2 separate regions of the Mus musculus genome follow, and region 1 is linked to region 2. The links are chromatin contacts, called in public promoter capture Hi-C maps. All regions are on one chromosome and are shown on one strand. Each heading gives the region's core, a stretch centred on a gene start, on an enhancer-like site or on the middle of the called end of the contact. The rest is flanking DNA. Distances are from core to core; before and after follow the strand shown. Region 1 holds the start of Blvrb (biliverdin reductase B (flavin reductase (NADPH))). Region 2 holds the start of Dmac2 (distal membrane arm assembly complex 2).

Region 1 (5,096 bases), core at 184-2,683, 1.8 Mb after region 2:
CCGGCTCTGTTCGGCCCCACCGGCCCGCCGCTCGGCCAGATCCGCATGCGCCGCCGCCGCCGCGCCTCCCCCCACGCGCCGCAGCCGCTCCGCACGCCCCCGGGACCCCTCCCGCACGCCGCCCCGCCGCCCGCGCTGTCACACACCGGGCCACGCGTGTGATGCACAGCCGCGCTCGCGAGCGCTCGAGGCAGCGTCACACACTCCCACACTGCCACTCACACACCGGGCCCCTGGCAACGTCATACACACTCTCTCCACATGCACACTCTCATGGTGTCACTCCTTCGTAAGGGGTCAGTCAGGGTCAAACCTTCTAACTGTCTGTCACACGCAGTCACTTGCAATGTTTTCCTCTCTGGAATGTGTCCTGCAGGGTCATTCACTGTGACACACTCTGATATAGCCACCACTGACAGTGACACTCAGATATCACCAGTAGTTACCAATACAGTAAATAGTGCCCTGCAGGATCGTACATACATTGTTACTCAAATACTGCCACCACCACAATAAGGGTCACATGAAATCACTTGAACAGTATCACAGGATGGAATAGTGCTCTGCAGGACCACGCACTGTGACACACTCACATACAGCCACCACCACCAATAGCACATACAGTCAGGCATGTCACACACCTCCAAGGTGTCACAGAGTATCTACGCTCACACAACACAAAGTTCACAATCGCATAGTCTTACACGCTTAAAATGTCACACCAGTTGCCTAGGCACAAAAGATGACACACCCTGTGTTGCTACACACCCATACATCAGAGCCTCAACAAGACACAAAAGGAATCTCAGTTGATGTCACACACAGTCACACATAAATGGGATCATATCACGCACCCATGTGGTGTCCCAAACCTTCCCAATCCGAAAGTATCACACTCCATTACAGCTTACCATATCACACAGGCTGAGTACCCCTCACAGTATCACCCCCATGGACGCCAAATAACATTAATGATCTCTATACACAACTCACATTGCAACACAAGGAATGAAACCGGGTGTCGCCCACAACCATGCTGTCCCTTGTGGTCACTGAGGGTCACACAGGCACAAAATCACCCCACACACCCCTCTTGCTTGTTGGGAGGACGCTTTGGTAGAGGGAAGTACCATCTCAGAGCCTGTCTGTAAGGGGGCGTGAGCAAAGAGAGCACGGTGGGCGTAACGCCCCGGCCGGCCCCGCCCCGCTCAGCCCCGCCCACTAAGGGTGGCTGTCTCTAGTAGGCAGAGCGCTAAGTGACAAACTGCTCTAGCACCGCCCACTCCCTTCCCTAGAAGGGGCGTGGCTTCTACGTCTAAGCGCCTATCGGAGAAGGGGCTCTGGAAATGCAATTTGACTCCTCCGCCTACTCATGCTCTTTCCAGCGGGAGGCGTGGTCGCCTCGGTCCCGCCCTTTGAACCCAAATTAGGAGGGTGAGGCGGAGGCTGGAACCTTGTCTGGTCCCGCCCCCTCCTTCTGGGTCGAGGAGGACCCGCAGCGCGCCTCCTCGCAGCCACTGTGTTCCCGCGCGTCCTCGGAGTTCTCAGCTTTTCCGGCCCTGGACCCCGCAGCATGACTGTCAAGAAGATCGCGATCTTCGGTGCCACCGGCAGGACCGGGCTCACCACACTGGCGCAGGCGGTGCAAGCAGGCAGGAGCCGGGGCGGGTGGGGGAAGTCATGAACACCGGGCGGAGTTTTGGGAAAAGTCGTCCTGGGGGCCGGGCGGAGACCACACGGGGCGGTGTGTGCCCCAGCCTGTGGGCCAGCAAGTGGTCACGGGGGCACAAATGGAGGACTCTGACATTCAGCGTTATGTGGGTTCAAGGCGTAAAGGAATTAACTGTGGGAACCTGGAGGACTCCTCTGACAGTTCTATGCAAACCAGGGGTTCTTATGAAATGTCGTAACTGTGGTGGTGGTCCTAGTTAGCACACCCAGAAAGGGTTTTCTGAGCCAGGACTAGCTTGGCATCCAGCCAGCCGGGCCATCTCCTTACACGTGTTAAAATTCTGGTGACCCTCATTTGGAATGGGAACTAGTGTGTTACCCCACTTGACACATAAGAAAACTGAGGCGGAGAGGACTTGCTGGTACATGGCTGTGTCGGGATTTGAACTCCGGTCCGTGGTCTTAAGCACTAAAAAACTGTCTGCAGGCTCATAGTTTGGTCACTGGAACAGAAAATCGAAAAGGTTAGGCAGCAACTTACTTCAAAGAGAATGGAGGTGATCACCCTATAAGAGAGGGGCAGTCCAAGAACTGAAGTCCTGGGAAGGACATTGAGCTTTGGGGCCTCCCGAGGGGAGGGCGCAGGATCCCCCATCATCCCCTGGCTCCTCAGTCTAGAAGTTAACTCTGGACCAGACGTGAAAGTTCCAGATAAAGAGCCACACCCTTGCTAGCCTTGGCGATTCTTAAGATATTGACTATCAGAGTGCCCCAAAAGGGTGGAGGCCACAAAGAGCCCAGTCCCTGCTGGTTCCCAGCACAGCTCCTGCTTTGGGTGAGGCTTTTTCTAGAAGTTCCATCCCCCCGCCCCCCATGGGCTATCCTTTCCCCCAGGGACTTAATGAGGGCCTTAATTCGTGGCAAAGGAGAGCGCCCTGGGCCTCCCAGAGAAAACAAACTACAGGCTGGCTGTGGTGGTGTAGACCTGTAATTTCCCCCACCCCTGGAGAGGCAGAGGTAGGAGACTCAGGAGATCAAACCTATCCTTGGCTGCGCAGCAAGTTCAAGGCCATCGTGGGCAACCTTAGACCCTATGTCAAAACAACAAAACAAAAGCAAGCTGCTGATAAATCATTTCTAGGGAGGAACAGGGAAAGGAAGAGAGAAGTTGACAAATGCTGTGTCACCATGAATTTGTGGAGTATCCTGTTAAATACCTTAATCCCCAATACCACTGTTTACTGATGGCTCTCCCTGCTGGTCACAGTCGGAACTACACGAAGGATTTCCGGGAGGCCTGGCCTTTTTCTCCCTGTGGCTCAGAAAAACCTGTCAGAAACAGGAAGAGGAAAAAAAAAAGAAAAGAAAAAGGAAAAAAAAAAAAAAAAAGGCAGGAAGGGATTAGGGGATATAGCTCTCAGAGATGAAACGCCTGCCTGGGATCCACCTGTGAGAAGAGGCTTGAGGGGGGCGTGGCTCAGTAGGCCCCACGGCCTAGCGGCCTAGCGTGCCCAAGAAACTGCACAGTCAAGGAAAACAAGTAGCTAGGAAGGGCTTGGGTTTTAGTCCCTCAATGTCATTTTGTAGGACCAAGGGTCTAACAAACAGACTCTGGGTTCATCCTGTGTATTTAAACAGCCAGGTCTACCACATACCACAGTGATGTGACCAAATACTGTGTCATCTACAGTCAAAGACCTAAATATCTGTAAAATAAATAAAGAAAAGAGAAAAGAAGACCAATATTGAAGCAATGGTTGCGGGCTAGACAGATAGGTCAGTGGGTAAAGGTACCTGACAACCTGAGTTAAATCCCCAGAAAGAGAGAACCAACTCAGAAGAACTTGACCTCTGACTTCCATACATGCACACACACAAATAAGAGTAACAGATAAACAGAGGTTGCTAGCTGGGTGGTGGTGGTGGTGCAAGTGTTTAATCCCAGCACTTGGGAGGCAGAGGCAGGTGAATCTATGTGAGATCGAGGACAGCCTGGTCTACAGAGTAAGTTCTAGGACAGCCAGGGCTACACAGAGAAACCCTGTCTCAAAAACAAAACAACAACAAAAACAGGGGTTGCCTTGAGACTCTGATGAAATGACTTACAATGCAGAAAGTGCTTAGAACCAAGGCTCATGCCCAGTGGGTGCTTATACTCCTCAGCCAACTGAACTCAGATATAAAGATTATAGCCCAGTCTTAAATGTAGCTCTGGTTTTCTCTACCCACTGTGTGCCCAAGGCTAGTTACCAGAACCTGCCTCAGTTTCCCTTTCTTGGTATGATAAGAATGGCCACTTTGTAAAATTGTTACAATCTAGGACTTTTCAAACTAGGGCTCAGTGTGAGTGCTGGACTGCTTTAAATTGGTCACAAACGATCAAAATGTATCAAGTTGCTGCTGCGGGAGTCGCTAGAATCTGAGCCTAGGCCCTGGCAGCCAGGTCTGACCACGTGTCCTCAGCAGGTCAATTAGTGAGAAAAACTAATAGTGAAAGTAGAAAAAGGAGATGAATTTAATGTAAGCATGTCGGGAAGCTCCTCTGCTACCCAGACCCAGCCTTCAAGGTCTTGATGAAAGCTACAAGTTTAAATAGAAGGCAAGAGGTACCCACGCATGCGCAATCCCTCTCGTTAATGGTGTGGTCATCACAGCCATCATCTTGTTGAACCCTGTGTCCTCCAAGGTGCTCTGACAAGTTGTCAGAGCCATGAAATCTCTTCCTCTTCTGGTTGGCACAGGGCCCCGGCCTCCTTCTCCTGCCATCATGAGGCATTTGGGAAAGTTGCACTTTTGGAGTGGGGGGTCCACTGTTTCAAGCAGTCTGATTATCATCTGCATTCCTGCCAGGATAAGGTTACAGAATGCCAGATGTTGGATTGACATATGAATTTATGTGTACTGGTCAGGCAGTGAAATTTTGTATTGAGTGTTAAGATTTTATTTTATTTTATTTTATTTTATTAATTCTTGAAAGAGCTGGAGAAATGATGAGAAAATCCTATACTCCCAAGACTCAGAGAGTGGAAGGTTCACACTCTCTTTTTAAGGTTCACAGCCAGTTCTGGAAAACATAGTTCAAGGCCAGCCTGTTTTGTGTAATACTTTGCCTCCAAAAATAAAAAAGGAAGGAAGGAAAAGAAAAACCTTAAAAGTGAATGAATTTTGCAACTTATTCTCAAATAGGAAGAGAAACAGAAAGACAGACAGATTTGTACATGTGTGAATTTTCTATGCAAATATATAAGTTCTGCATATCATATACTATGTATATAAGTAAAAAGAGGAAGCAGGTCTAGAGAATCTTGCAACTTCTCTATAGCTGAGATTACTTAAAAATAAAAGCTTAACAGAAAGCCTGACCAGATGTTTGACACCTGCAGTTAGGAGGTAGACAGCAGGAACAGCACAGGGTTTAAGGCCAG
Region 2 (4,543 bases), core at 558-3,057:
TGCCTCTGGCTTCAGCTGAAGATGGAAGCTCTCTGCTTCTTGTTCCTGACACCATCCCTGCTGTTTGCTACGATTTGTGCCCACTATGATGGCCGCTTAGCCCTCTGGAACTGCAAGCCAAAACAACCTCCCTTCTGTAGGTTGCCTTGAGTCACAGCATTTTATCACAGCAACAGGAAAGTAACAGCTACATACAGACTCTAAGGATTACAGCCCAAGGACATCTGTGGTTGGGGGCTGTTCGGTCTCGACACACCCACCGCTCCCTGCTTCTCCATTTCCATGAGTGGCCCCTTTTGGTTTCTCAGGCTTTTGTCTGTAGCAGCCCTCACCTCGGCCACCCACCCCTCATTCATTCACCTCTACTATGCAGTAGTCGCTTTGCTGGTCTCAAGGCCACCTCTGTCCTCTCAGAATCATCCTTCATGTAACATGTTACATTTGCAACAAGTCAATCAGACTCTGAAAGTCCTCTCTCCCTCTGTGACTAGAATGAACCCCTGCTGGGCAGCCAGGCAGCCAGCACTACTGCCCAACTCTGGTCAAGTCTCCACCTCTCTGCAAGCTGACAAAGACCTCAGGCTTTTTGTACAGGCTGTTACCTCTGCCTGAACACCTTTATCCAAGCCTTGGGGTAGGTGACTCTCCTGTCACTCATTGCAGTTAAATGCACCTGCTCTACAGACCTTCACTGCTGCCCTATACCCCGCCACACCCTAATATATTGCCCGTTTTTACCTACTTTTTTTTATCAAACACTAGTTTTAATTTTGTGTTCATTTCTTACCTATTGTCTTTCTACCTAGAATGATGACTACCTAAGAAAAGGGCTGTTAGTGCGACCCCAGCACCCACTGCGAGTGCTCAGCAAACATGAATGAATGAATGAATGAAGAGAATCCACCAAGAGTTCACACTGAGGGCTGTGGATGTGGCTCAGTTGGTAAAGAGCTAGCCTAGCATGAAGGAGGTCTGAGGTTTAGTCCCCAGCACCTCATAAACTTCTGTCCACAGCACAAGTGTGCCTGCACTCATATACATAAAACACATACACACATTAATGATAAATATACGCTTTTAATTGAAAAAAGTTCATGGCAAATATACCATACATGAGAGACTTTATGTAAAAGTAATAACTCTCTTAATAAGTATAGATGTGAACTCCAAACTAAAGATAGTCTCTTATACTCAAGTCTAATCTGCCTCTACCTCATCGCTGAGGAGAGACGTCTCAGTGGCAGTTAAGAGCACTGACTACTCCTTCAGAAGATCTGGGTTCAATTCTCAGCACACACACACGGGGGCTGCCAACTCCAATTCCAGGGATCCAGCGTCCTCGTCTGGTCTCCAAGGCATTGAACACACGTGGTGTAGAGCTACATGCACACACAGAGAAAATAAAATTTAAAAACCTAATAATAGGGTAGCAAAGTAGCTCCGTGGGTAAAGGTGCTTGCTGTGCAAGCCAGTGGATCTCAGTTCGCTTCCTGGACCCAGACTCGGCTCATCTCTACACCTGCGCCGCGGAATGTCACGCGTGTATACGCACAATAACAATAAATAAAAAATCATAATCAGTCGTACTGATTCTGCTGTAGAGATATCGGGTGTAAACTGAAAAACCAATGAACGCAAGAGAATTGCGACCGCACTCGGGGGTGGGGTGGAGTGGGAGGAGTAGATCCTTTACAGGAAAGACCGTCTCCTCCGCACGCGCGCCTTTAAAAGGCGGGCTAAAACAGAAGGGGGCGTGGCCACACGCGTGGCCCTTGGTGTCTGAACCACGTGTTAGGAGGGAACGTCCTGCCTCTTCTGTTTACGTTACCTGGCAAGATGGCGGCGCCCAGAGCGGTAGGTGACCGCAGCGTCCGCGTCCCGGAACTATGGTTCACTTTGTAGCTCGGTTCTCGAGACCTCTCTCAGCCTCCTGGGAAACAAAAGTCTGCGGAAACAGAGCGTCTCCTGCCGGACCTCGCTCGGGAGACGCCGTCTGGGGCTGCCGAGGGCCACAGAGAGTCTCGAGTCGCTTGATAGAGAAACCAATGGGATGAGGGTGGCTTAGCCAATCAGCGGAGTAGGACAGCTCTTCCTGGGGGGAAAGGACGGGATAAGGGTTTGGAGGTGATGTAGAACTAATGATGCTTTTGCGCGAAATTCCTGGGGGGAATTTAAGGATCTTGTAATCCCAGTATTTGGGAGGTGGAGGCAGCAGGATCAGGAGTTCAAGGTTATCCTTTTGTGTATCAAGTTGGAGGGCAGGCAGGGCAACGTAAAATCCTGCCTGTAAATAAATAACTAAACCTTAATAGGAAACAAACAAAAATCAAAGAACAGGGTGTGCAGGCGGGAGCCAGGAAGTTAATTTGGAGGTCCGAGGAAGAACCTGAGGGGGATTCCTAGAGCTTCGTTAACCTGGAGAATGTATTTAGTAGTAGAGTATTTTGTTGGTACTCATTGCCGTGGGTTCCATTTCCAGCGCTACCTGTAAAGGTGAAGGTTACGTGGACAGGATGGCAAAGAAATCAGCCATTTGGCAAAATCCTAGGGAGAACTGGGTAAAATTTGGGCTGGGGAAATGGTTCATTATTGAAGCACATGTGCTTGAGGCATGAAGGCCAGAGTTGGTAGAAGCGGGGCATGTCTGCTCACCTGGAATCCCAGCACTCTGGAGGTAAAGACAGTTGATTCCTCAAGCAAACCCACTGGCTGGGCTACCTGAGTTGGGGTGCTGCAGGTACAAGTGAGAGACCCTGCCTTGATCTATAAAGCCAGGGGCAATTGAGGAAGACAGCTGGCCTCCATACATGGGCACATTCGTGCAAGGACACCTACACATTTGAATGCACACTATGCACGTACGTATTCCACCACCACCACCCCAACCCCCAGGAGTGAACTGGTGAGAAATGAAAGTATAATGGTAGTTTGGGAAAAAAAAATAAGGACTTGGTGGGAAATTAGAAGAACCTGAGAAAACCAAGACTGGCTGCATTCAAGAATGAATTTATGGTTGGTTAAATGGAAGACTTTGGAGAAATGTTTTGAATCCCAAAGGTTAAGGATTGAGGACGTGGACATGCTGGGGACTGACCACGGTGCCTTATGAATATTAAACAGAGACTCTAGTCCTGAGCTACACCCCCATATTAGGGCGGGAGTGGTATCAGAAGGATTTAAAAGACTCAGGAAGCACAGGCTGAGATTCAAGGTAGGCCATGCTGTAAGAGTTAGGGGTGGAACCCAGCTCCACGTTCAACCTCAGTCCTTTCCCTCTCCCCTTCTCCAGGTCCTGCACCTGGGCGCCCGAGAATGGAATGGCAGAGCCAGGCGCATCCATGGCATGAGTGAGTTGGTGACCCCGGACAGCAGTCGGGAGAAGAAAAGAACGCTGTTGCAGTTCCTCTCAGATCATTTCCAGGACATCCAGACTCTGAGAGAGTACTTGCTCCAGAAACAGATCTCAAAAGTCAACAGGGAGAATCGGTGAGACCCTGCTGGCCAGACCTCCCAGCCAGAGCCCCAGTTCCGCCGGGCTGTGGCTTCCACTGCCAGCATGACAAGCTCACGCCTTCATCGCTGGCCCATCCCTCCTCTAAGACTCATTATATAGGCACTTCCACCACCAGCTGTGCTTGGGGGTCAAGCTGGCCTCTCAGACACACTCAGCTACAACTCAGATCTCTCATGTCTCCCATTTAAAAGAAACCTTACTCTCAAGCTGTCCCCATCCACAGAGTAGGTGCCCCTGGCCACCCAGTTGCTAAGGGTGAATTTTAAGGTGTTTTCTTTGTCTTTTCTCTGCCTTCACATCTAGTTTGTCAATGCTAGAGGATTCCCAGGGTCAGCCCCCAGGTTTCCAACACTTCACTGTGTGGCCTGCCTGCTCATTCCTTTCATTTTAAGGTTAGTGTCTTAGCCACTGTTCTATTGCTGTGAGAAGACAACATGGCCAAGGCAGCTTTGAAAAGAAATCATTTAAATGGCGGCCTGCCTACAGTTTCAGAAGGTTACATGAGCATCGTGGTGGGAGATGGCCTTAAGCTGGCATGGCACTAGAGCAGTAGCTGAGATCCCAGAGAGGAAAGTGTGAGACTGGGCCTGGCATGGTCCTTTAAAATCTCGAAGCCCCTACCCCAGTGACACACTTCCTCCAACAAAGCCACACCTGTTAATCTTTCCAAACAGTTCTACCAAGGGGGGAACCAAGCACTCAAAGATGAGCCCATGGGAGCTGCTCCGATTCCTGCCACTGCAGTCATTTATGGTGTCAGCTGGGAAGCAACGTGTGCAGGGGGCAGGGAGGAGGGCTTTACTGCGGAGTGGAGCCATCTCTAGCCTCAACATTGTTTGTTTTGTTTTCAAGAGAGGCTGTCACATAGCTCGGGCCAGCTGGCCTCAGGCTCCTTTTCCTCCTGTGAGTGCAACACCTGGCCAAGAAGTGAGTTTTAACATCTCCTCTAAATGAGTGTCCAAAGTCAGGCTGCCTGATTTACCCTCATCTCAGAACTGGAACTCTGGGATTTGCTTCTGCTACTTCCCG

What was found. Promoter capture Hi-C pulls out the DNA fragments that hold promoters and counts their contacts.
Region 1: a promoter capture Hi-C map of liver shows a contact between it and region 2, with 3 times the contacts expected there. The contact joins the promoter of Blvrb here to the promoter of Dmac2 in region 2. A contact is called at or near these places in 2 of 39 promoter capture datasets (embryonic stem cells and liver) and 2 of 115 datasets of contacts at active chromatin or transcription factors (astrocytes and microglia).

The regions. Positions count from the first base shown.
Region 1 is chr7:27,446,545-27,451,640 of GRCm38.p6, forward strand. Blvrb (biliverdin reductase B (flavin reductase (NADPH))) reads left to right here and starts at 1,434. Exons shown (of 5, transcript NM_144923.3): 1 at 1,434-1,652. The coding sequence starts at 1,574. Sptbn4 (spectrin beta, non-erythrocytic 4) reads right to left here and starts at 45. Exons shown (of 36, transcript NM_032610.2): 1 at 1-45.
Region 2 is chr7:25,617,607-25,622,149 of GRCm38.p6, forward strand. It overlaps Dmac2 (distal membrane arm assembly complex 2), which reads left to right and starts at 1,808. Exons shown (of 6, transcript NM_001290487.1): 1 at 1,808-1,854; 2 at 3,290-3,486. The coding sequence starts at 1,837. Gm38969 (a long non-coding RNA gene) reads right to left here and starts at 2,055. Exons shown (of 2, transcript XR_881901.3): 1 at 1,829-2,055; 2 at 1,062-1,379.